2 separate regions of the Sus scrofa genome follow, and region 1 is linked to region 2. The links are chromatin contacts, called in public Hi-C maps. All regions are on one chromosome and are shown on one strand. The core of a region is the stretch at or near the end of the contact, and the rest is flanking DNA. Distances in the headings are between cores, read along the strand shown.

Evidence for each region. Hi-C and Micro-C count contacts between places; a contact is called where the count stands out from the background.
Region 1: a Hi-C map of retroperitoneal adipose tissue shows a contact between it and region 2, with 1.7 times the contacts expected there. A contact is called at or near these places in 9 of 47 Hi-C or Micro-C datasets (embryonic fibroblasts, fetal heart ventricle, heart right ventricle and 4 more) and 2 of 2 datasets of targeted methods (alveolar macrophages and skeletal muscle).

What each region holds. Positions count from the first base shown.
Region 1 is chr3:93,726,139-93,731,513 of Sscrofa11.1, reverse strand. No RefSeq gene overlaps it. Among named protein-coding and RNA genes, the nearest start is that of MCFD2, 110 kb to the right of the region's middle.
Region 2 is chr3:93,661,067-93,666,305 of Sscrofa11.1, reverse strand. All of the region lies in intron 1 of LOC110260019 (a long non-coding RNA gene), which reads left to right. Among named protein-coding and RNA genes, the nearest start is that of MCFD2, 43 kb to the right of the region's middle.

The DNA.
Region 1 (5,375 bases), core at 149-2,648, 67 kb before region 2:
GCTTTCCCAGCTTTCCAGCTCCCCAGCTTCAGAGCAGCTTGGCATCTATATCAAGAAACCCAGGAGTTCCTGTGGTGGCGTAGTGGTTAACAAATCTGACTAGGAACCACGAAGTTGCGGGTTCGGTCCCTGTCCTTGCTCAGTGGGTTGACGATCCAGCATTGCTGTGAGCTGTGGTGTGGGTTGTAGACGCGGCTTGGATCCCGCGTTGCTGTGGCTCTGGTGTTGGCCAGTGGCTACAGCTCCAATTCGACCCCTAGCCTGGGAACCCCCGTATGCCACGGGAGCAGCCCAAAGAAATAGCAAAAAGGCAAAAAGACAAAAAAAAAAAAAAAAAAAAAAGAAACCCAGCCCTGGAGTTCCTGTCGTGGCACAGTGGTTAACCAATCTGACTAGGAACCATGAGGTTGTGGGTTCGATCCCTGGCCTTTCTCAGTGGGTTAAGGATCTGGCGTTGCCGTGAGCTGTGGTGTAGGTTGCAGACGTGGCTTTGATCCTGCGTTGCTGTGGCTCTGGTGCAGGCGGGCAGCTACAGCTCTGATTAGACCCCTAGCCTGGGAACCTCCATATACCATGGGAAGTGGCCCTAGAAACGTCAGAAAGACCAAAAAAAAAAAAAAAAGAAAAGAAAAGAAAAAGAAAAAAAAGAAACCCAGCCCATCTCAGATGCAGGTACAATGAGTCAGTGCCCTGGAGCCACCCAGATGCAAGTCTGAATCCTGAGCCTGCCACTTACTATCTGATAGACCCTGATAAAGTGCCTCAATCCAAACCATAATAGTTACATAACAATACCCACCTCTGGGCACTGTCCTGAAAATTATTAACAGCAACTCTGTAATAGAAGCATTTTTTGACATCACCTGAGCTGACCTTCCATACAACCTCGTAACATACACTATGGTTAGCTCCATTTTACCCATGGGGAGAGGGAAGCTCAGAGAAGGTACCTGCTTGCCCAGAGCACAGGGTTAGCAAGTGATAGGACCAGCATTTGAACCGAGGTCTGTGTCACCCCCAGCCCACTCACGCAACTCTATCAGCAAAGCACCGAGCACATAGAAGACACAAGACAAATGGGAGCTCCAGTCCCTTCTTTTTCCCCTAAAAGTCCAGATTCCCGCAGTGCCCTCCGGGACTTGCTTTGGGGCTTGCCTACATGGAGTTCTCTAGAAGTCAGGAGAAAGCTGGAGGTGGGGGCAAAGGGGAGGGGATCTCTCATTACAGGCTCCCCCCCCCTTCCCCCAGCTTCCTTATAGGGTTTGGCAAAAGCTGCTTCACTCAAGGCCTCTTGTGTTGCTGGAAACAATACAAGTTTATTTTGGCACCGCAGCGAGAGCCCGACTCTCCCGCTCTGGACGCCTGTGTGGGAAGAGGATGCAGAGAACGTGGCCCAGACCCCGTCAGTTCCCGTTATTCTCCCAGCACGTCCATGGCCCAGGCGTATCCATCACAGGCAGTTTGGACAAGGAAATGAGATAAGAGCTATATTTCCACTTCATACAGATGACACGACTGGCCTGCCCCTTCCTTTGGCCCCCCCCCGTCCCCCCCGCCAAAAAAGAAGTGAAGCTGAGGGCACGGTGCTGAGGTGAACTGTCCACTCTTCCCCCATCCCCTCTCGACACTGTGGGCACTTGGTCTAGCAGCCTCCTCACCTGGACACTTGGCTACCTGTGCCGATGAAAGTATCCGCACTCAGAGTTGCAGGGGACTAGCTGGTCCAAGGCCCCACCTGGCTTAGATTCACAGTCAGCAAGCATTTATCCCACACCAACCCCGGGCCAAGCAAGGAGTACTTTTGCATCTGTTAGTTCCTATTTCAGAATCCTCATGCTGCCCCTTTCCAGAAAAGCCTCTTATTTCCCGTGTTCACGAAAGTGGAGACTGAGGCTCAGGGAGATGAAGCAGCTGCCTCAAGGTCATGCAGGGAGTAGGGCAGAGGTGGAACCAGGAGGTGGTTCTTTCAACCCTGAGACCAGGCCAGTCTCTCCCAGCCCCGGAGACGGCCCATCTGCACCCCTCTCAGTGGAAGCCTCATCTGGGCTTTGGCTGAGCTCCTCCGGGGTTCCCTGAGAAAGCCTCAGCTAAAAGGCTCTTCAGGTGAGTTAAAGTCTGCCTCCCTGTCACTTTCTCCCATAGGTCCCCAAAGTCCTAACTCTAACTCCAGGCCAAGAGAGAAAAGGCAGATCTCTGCCCTTGCCCATAGTTGTTCTTTAGCGATGGGGAGATGACCCCACATGGTCCCTGATCCTGTCCCAGGAGTGGTGGGCGTGGGGGACTGGTGTCAGAAGCCTGGTTCTGTGGGCCTTCTCAAGCCAGTGAGGGGCAGGGTGAGGCCCGAATGTGGGTCCTGACTGCTCCACTTGGCTCTGGAAGGGAGGTAGGGGAAGCTAGAGGTGAAAGGTGCAACTGCAGGCCCCAGGTGAGAGGGATGGAGGGGGGACTCCCACCCTGGCCCAGGGAACCGGGACCATCCAGCAACAACAAGGAAGGCACGACAAAGTGGGCTGTGACCTGTGGTGGGGGAAGGGCCCTTGGGCTCTAGAGGGCACACACCACAGGCTCAGGTAGGGGAGCTGCTGATTCACCAGCAGGAATGGCCCTGGTGACAGCTTTCAGAGCTCTTGAAGGAGGAGACAGGACCAGCTTCATCTCGGTGTACAGATGTGGAAACTGAGGCTCCGAGATCTCAGATGTCCCCCCCAGTCAGGGGCAAGGTGAGATCCGAACACAGGTCCTCAGGCTCCCAAGTACAGCGGACGTTTCCGCTCTGCTGTGCCCCCCTCTTCCTCTGGTGACTCTAAAAGGAGGGGTCCAGGCACAGCCGCGAAGGAGCAGGTGGGAAGAAGTCAGCTCGTCAAAGGGTGGGGAGGAAGAGGACAGTCCGACGGGTGGACGTGATCCATCGGTGAGCCCTCATCTTCCCGAGTGCCCGCAGTCCAGGCCAGGCTCAGTCCACCCTCTCTACCACTGCCCCTGCCACCCCCCCCAGCCCCCCAGCCCCCGCTTTGAATAGGAAGAGACCTGATCTGTGCTTGCAGTTCCCACCCAAGATGAGGCTGAACCACTTACGGTTCCTATTTAAAGCCATATCTCCTTCGTCATTTCAGCACCAACCAACAATTAAATCTGATTCAATCAAGCAGTGACAACTAATTTAAACTGGGCCTCACAATCCGCCTGTCCCTGGCTATTTAAAACCCTCTCCTGGCCTCTGGGCAGAGGCCAAGACTGTTTGTCCTGCCAAGAGCAAAGCCCTGCCTGCCTCGCTCCAGATCGGGATCCAGATCCGGACACAGGTAGCATGTAGGGCCGGGCCCTGTGGCCCTGTGTTGGGGCTGTCTGCCCCAGCGCAGGCCTGGGCTGAGTCTCTGGTGGGGTTCAGGGATGGCTTCTGAGAGGGATGGCTCCTGGGAGGGGTTGGGGAAGCCATGGGGAGGGGGCCCACAGAAGCAAAGAAAAGCCAAAGCCCACTTAAGAGGGCCTGTGAGCCCCAAGTGCGCACACACCTCTGGTCTTGTGTTGGTTTAGGTCAGACCCTGAGCAAAGGCGGCCGCCTGGGGAGTGCTGAGAACATTGGATTTGAATCGTGACTTGGCAATCGACTGCCCAGTCCTGTGACCTTGGCTAGGTCTCTTGGGCTTTCTCAGTGTGATCGGTCCCTTCCTCCATGTAATGGGAATTCCTAAAATCTCTCCCCAACCATCTCCCTGGGTTGCTCAGAGATCTCTCACACCTGACATCCAGATAAAAGCACTTGGAAAATAGGAAGTCCCAAGACAGGGAGATGATGAGTAGAGCCAGCTTGGGCTTGTATCCGGTCCAGTGCTGAGAGGGCAGCCTGGCGGATTCTAACACGAGTCATTCAAGGGATGGCCAGCACTCACATGGCTCTGGAGCTGCAAGAGCACACAATGATGACCCCTCCGGGCTGAGGACTCAGTCCAGCCAGGGGGAGTCAAGGAGGCACGAGGCAGTGGGCTTGGGCCGAGCTTTGGAGGCTGGGCAAGACTGGAAAAAGCTAAGAGTGGGAAAGAAGCCACACAGAGCTGGCAAAGAACTTCCACCGCCATTTCCCATCTACCCTTCACGACCACCTCCATTTAAAAAAAAAAAAAAAAAGTTTTTTTGGCTTTTGAGGGCGCACCCTCGCATATGGAGGTTCCCAGGCTAGGGGTCGAATGGGGAGCTACAGCTGCCGGCCTATGCCACAGCCATAGCAACGCAGGATCCAAGCCACGTATGCGACCTACACCACATCTCATGGCAACACTGGATTCTCGTGAAGCAGAAAATTAACTCAGGTAGTCAGTGTAGGAGCATGAACTTCGATGCATTCTTTATATGGCCATTGATGAACATTTGTGGCTTAAGGACTCCTGGAAATAACATCCCCACAGGCCGTGTTTACTGTAGGGAGTGTACCTATGCCCCAGATGGATATTAATCCCTGATCTCCTGTGATTCAGTTTGCGGGAAGAAAAGGGCAAAGAAACTATGAGACAACGGGACATTTCCACTCCTAGGACCCCTACTGGACAGGGACAGATATAGGTAATGAGCAAGGCCAATAAGAGAAAACCACATCTTTCTGGACCCCAGGTTGGTACCCCGCCCCAATCTTTAAGAGATAAAAACCCCTATAGGACAATAGAGGGCCTCTTCTCCCCCCTCCCAGCAGCCCTGGGAGCAGTTTGCTTTCCTTTAATAAACACTTTGCTTGCTTGCTGCCTGTGTGTCTGCAGAGTTCATTCTTTGACTGCGTGAACAAGAACCCAGATTCCGGTGACATCTTTCTGGCATCACTTGACCCACTGAGCAAGGCCAGGGATCAAACCTGCATCTTCATGGATGCTAGTCAGACTCATTTCTGTTAAGCCACGATGGGAGCTCCACGAGCACCCCCATTCTAAAGGACTGGCCACAATGAAATTCAGGCAGCCAAATACTGGCTTGGAGCTCCTGACGCCAGTTGCCTGGTCCACGCTGCCCCCCTCTGCTCCAGCCACAGAGAACAGAGTACCAGAGATAGGAGAGGGTATATCTCGGAGCGTGGGAAGGGAGAAGGACTCCCACAGGGATAGGGTATTCTTTATCCCAGGAAGAAGATACCTAATGTATATCCTTCTCAAAGGGAGAAAAAGCACCAAAGATGCTGTTTGGAGGCTGAGAGATTGTGGGGGGATCTGGGAAGTGGGGTGCTGTGTCAGAGACTGAGGAGCAGGCGGTAGTGACAGCCAACCACCCATGTCCCTGTGCAGAGCCTGAGCTGTCCTAAGAGGGGAGAAGGGTCTTTCAGGTCCCCAAGTGCTGGTGTGTGGGAGGAAACAATGGCCTCTTCTCTGAGGCCCCAGGGACCAGGAGGAGTGAGA
Region 2 (5,239 bases), core at 2,251-4,750:
CTGAGTGGGCAGCCTGAAGAGCCCCAGCTTTATCCAGAGGGCCGTGGGGAGCCATTGAAGAGTTTTAAGCAGGAGAATACGATATGAAAATCTGTTTCTCAGGGGGAAAAAAAAAAAAAAGCACTTTAGTGTATGAAGGGCAGATCGGGGTGAGGGTGGATGGGGGAGAGACTGGAGGCAGGAAAAGCTACGGGAGCTATTGCAATGGCCTGGTAAGAAGCAAGGAGGACTGGACATGGTGTGATGGGTGGGGAATCCACAGCCACCCAGGAGAGAGAGGCAGTGGGAACAGAAACCATCAGAAGTGGCTGGGAGGGAGTTCCCGTTGTGGCGCAGTGGTTAACGAATCCGACTAGGAACCATGAGGTTGCGGGTTTGATCCCTGCCCTTGCTCAGTGGGTTAACGATCCGGCGTTGCCGTGAGCTGTGGTGCAGACGCGCCTCGGATCCTGTGTTGCTGTGGCTCTGGCGTAGGCCAGTGGCTACAGCTCCGATTGGACCCCTAGCCTGGGAACCTCCATATGCTGCGGGAGCGGCCCAAGAAATAGGAAAAAAAAAAAAAAAAAAGAAGTGGCTGGGAGGAAGAAGGTCCACCATGGCACCAGAAAACCATTAGGTGTGTTCCTTTTCTAGTTGAGTTGGCTTCGGGGTTTTCGCCACGCTCCCAGCATGTGGACGTTCCAGGGCCAGGGATTGAACCTGCGCCACAGCAACAACCTGAGCTGCTGCAGTAACAATACCTGCTGCACCTCTAGAGAATTCCAACTGGATGTATTTCATGCATCAGGCGGGCATGATTTCTGCAACCCAGTGAAGCTGTTCTCAAAGGAAATAAATCTGGGTTCCCCACCACCTTCTCTGACCACGTGCCTCCCTCCTAGCGCTGAGGGGAGAGTCTGTGACCCCAGCCTGCCCAACCTGACTTAATACAGCATTCCGGGTCCCAAACAACCTCCCTTCTTCCTCTACCTCAAGGCTGAGTTCCCATTCCCATGACAAGAGACAAAAGGTCGAGGACCCAGGGAAAATGAAGGGAAACCACCCGAAGTCCCACCAGTCCAGCTACTGCTGGTCCCGAGGCGCCTCTGGACCGAAGCCTTCCCCTTAGACCTGTGGTTCTCAATGGGGATGATTTGTCAAAGTCCTGAGACATTTTGGGTTGTAGCGACAGGGTGCTCCTGGCATCTGATGGGTAGAGGCAGGTAGGCTGCTACACACTCTGAAATGCACAGGACAGGCTTCCACAACAAAAGATAATCCAGCCCTCAGAGTCAAGTGCTGAGGCAGAGAAAGCCCACTTTTTTCTTTTCTTTTGGCTGCCCCACAGCATAAGGAGTTCCTGGGTCAGGAGTCAGATTTGAGCCACAGCTGCGACCATTGCCGATTCTTTAACCCACTGTGCTGGGGGCAGCAGCGATCAAACCTGCATCCTGGCACTGCAGAGATGCTGCCAACCCTGTGGAGCCACAGTGGGAACCCTAGAAAGCCCACTTTAGACATGGGTGCCCTTGCCCACAGAAGCCAGCAGGAGGCTAGATGCTTGGAGCAGGGCTCCCAGGAAGGTGTCCTAGTGAGAAGCGCAAATGAGACAAGAGCCAGACCTAGCATCTGAGTGCCCAGTCTGGATGTGGCTTGGAGGGGCTTCAACCAACCCAAGGTCTCCCAGGGACAAGGCAGGGCTGGGCCTGGAACCCACCTCTCTGTCCTGCTTGGTCAAGTCTGAGATAGATCCCCTGAGTCTTCTCTGAAGGGCAGCACCTGCCTGAGTTTAAGGGGCTCCTCCCTTCCCCCTCCCAGTACCCCCACTCCAGTGAGCTAGGTGACTGTTTTTCTTCTTCGGAGCTTACAGTGTGTTCAGCCATCTGACACTGTGGGCCTCGGGGACCTGAGCAGGCATCCATCAGGAGCAGCCTAGGGCCCACCCTCCACCAGCCTGGCTCAGGGTGTTTTGGCAACTTACACAAAAAACACACACACCCACATCCACAAACGAAAGCAGAGCTGTCTCCAGGACATGTGTCTGCCCCACTGTGGCTCAGTTTTATTTGTTTATAGACAGAACTGGCCTGCATTTGCCATCAGTTGAACCCTCCAATCCCCTCCACTCCCAACTCCATACTTGGGCCCATGCCCTGTGCACACCTCGGACCCCCAGGCCCCGCTGCCCAGCTGGCCTCTCTCCTCCTGAGCCCAGGGCACAGATCCCAGAGGCCCTACAGTGCCCAGCCTGAATCCGGTGGCATCTGCTGCGAAGACACTCCAAGGGAAAATGTGCCCTCAGATCAGCTGGGCTTGGGGTTGGAGCACGGGCCCAAGAGAGCAGGACTGTCAGGCTTGGAATCCAGCTGCTCCCCTTCTGCCCTATGACCTTGGGCAAGCTCCTTCACCTCTCTGCACCTGCCTTCGTTCTGTAAAATCGGGGTGCTGACAGTAGGGCTGTGGTGAGGACCTCCAGCTGCAAAGTACTTAGAGCACAGCCAAGTGCTAGATCAAAAGGAATAGCTATTATTATTATCATCTGTCTTCATGCTCCTTTGTGAAGCCTGAGCACTAAAGTCCCAGTGGGACCACACAGGGCTGAAGACCACCCTCCTTCCGGGCCAGATCCAAGGCCAGCCTCTCCCACTCACCGCACCCACCCCCACCCCTGCCGCTCAGGGTGTGTCTGACACTGACGAGTAGGGGACAATTTTCGGGCAGAGGCTGTCATATTCCTTCTCCCACAACAGGCACCGGAATCGAACAGCTCTTTGCTGTGAGTGTGCAGTTCACGGGCAGGATGGGGTGGGGGTGGCAGGGAGAGCAAGGCCTGGCCCTTGTGTCTGGTCAGCAGAGACTCTGGACCTCACTTCCAATGCCTAGATCCCTCTCTGTCCCTCCAGGCAGACTCCTCTCCCCACACCAGCCCCCCCACGATGTCTGAGGACCCATCTCTGGGCAGAGGGGCGGGGGCACCCCTGGTCCTGAGGTTGAGGTGAGCCTTCTGCCCCAAGCCTTCATCTTCACCATTTCTTTTTTTTTTTTTTGGCTGTCCCTGTGTATCTGAGAGGCACACATTTCTATGCAAGTTCCATCTCCTGCCACAGTCCTTATGGGTCAACACACAAGATTTCTAGCCGTTGATACTGTAACCTTGTTCCATTGCTTCCCCCCGCTCCCAGGACACATTACTGGGCCCCCTCCCATCATTTCCACCCAGGCGGCACTGTGCTGTTTCCCTGTCCCCATTCCCAAGCTCCTCCCTGTCCCTCTGCTCCCCACCCCCAGCACAGCAGTCTCACTGCCTTTCTTTAACTCCTCACCTCTGCCCTGTGGTCCTGCAGGAGGCTGCCTGCTCCCAGGTGCTGGCCTGGTGACCACCTCCAAGAGGAGGGAGAGGTCCAGTCTTTAGAAGACCCTTAGGGGCCTGACATCCAGCCAACCAATCTGTAGGCCCTGGTTTCTACGTTCTCTATAATTCATGTTTTGTTATTTAGCACTTTCTTATCAAAGAGCTCCTTCAGTCTCTGCAACAATCTGACAGACAAGGCCACACTTCAGGCTTCGCTTGTGAGTGGCTCTGGCGGGAGGAGTGGAAGTCCCAGGCTCCTCTGCCCACCGTGGGTTCCCGCTGCCAACATTAATTAATTGCTTTGAAGGATGGGAAACGGGAAAGGGAGAAATTCCAGCTTCCCTTTCAGACCAAGGATGCCTTAAAGGCATTCCTTTGACTGTCTCAAAGATAAAGGCCACATCTCCTCCAAACTGGGACATCCCCAAGTTACTGACCTACTGACCTGGGCATCTGGTTGCCCAGAACTATGGATGCTTGGTCTAGAAGGCAACTGCATCTCCAAACTGAAGGCTGGCCTCCGAAAGACAGTCTTTCTGTGCACCTCCACTCCAGGGTAAGAGGTTTTTTTTTCTGTTTTTTGTTGTTTCTCTTTTTGCCGTTTCTGGGGCTACTCCCACGGCATATGGAGGTTCCCAGGCTAGGGGTCTAATCGGAGCTGTAGCTGCCAGCCTACACCACAGCCACAGCAACACAGGATCTGAGCCGTGTCTGCAACCTACACCACAGCTCACAGCAATGTCGGATCCTTAACCCACTGAGCAAGGCCAGGGATTGAACCCACAACCTCATGGTTCCTAGTCGGATTCCACTGAGCCACAATGAGAACTCCCAGGGTAAACATTTAAAGTTCCCCTTCCCTAGGTACATCACATGGGACTCCTGGCTCCTGGCTAAAGGACTGGCCTCTTTTGTCCCACCCTCATCCCCCTATCATCCTAGACATCGCAGATCCACAGTGACTGCTTGATAAATCCCGGGGGCAGAGGCAGGAACCTGATCCTCTGGAACAGTGTTCTCAGGAGCAGCTGAAGAGAGTCAAGCTGCCAGCAAGGAGCAGGGCAGCCCCTCCCCTCGGGCTCCAGCCCTGAGTGCAGGGCCAGATTGGGGCGGGGGTGGGGGGGGATGGTAGCTGGAAGAGGGTAAAGGCGAGGACAGGGAATCAGCAAGTCACAAGGCCCAGGGTGGTGGGAGGAAGTGGCCTCAATGGTCCAAAACCCTCTCTGACTTTTCAACTGGGAATTTCTGCTCCCCACCTCACCCCCATATTCCTCACTCCAGCACACTAACCTCACTTTGCACAATCAATGGATTCCTGAAAAGATACCAAGAAATCGTTTGGTTTTTTTTGGGGGGGGGAATCATACCCTGTTCTGAATGCCCAGTGGGGAATGCTGTGTTGAAATACATCTTCTGTAAATCCTTGAATAAAGAAACCCCGCCTCCCATCACCCCTGTTGCCCAGATCAGGTGAGTTTCTCTAGAATGCTCCCTTACTTTCTACATCATAAGCTGCCCCCGTCCAGGCTCACCTGGTTTAGAGGTGGAGGTTGGGCTGGGGGGAACCCTCCCCCTCAGGGGACAGAAGGACAAATACTATGATGTTTGCCCTGTGCGGGCAGGACCTTAGTCCCACAGCGCTGTGAGTCACAGGCGATGAGTCACCCCTGCATTGTTTGTGTTGATGATCCTTAGAGGAATCAGTCAGACTGTAGGCGAAGCTGACTTTTCTCAGCTCACTCTGGGCTTGTGAATTTGCACGCATGCATGCCCGTGTGTGCGTGTGTGTGTGTGTGTGCATGCTTACACCCCTCACCCCCGGAGTGCACATGGGGCAGTATCTCCCTGTAAAATCACTATTTCCTAAAAATGACTGTCCTTCAATCACAAGCTTGTGTGTTAAAGATG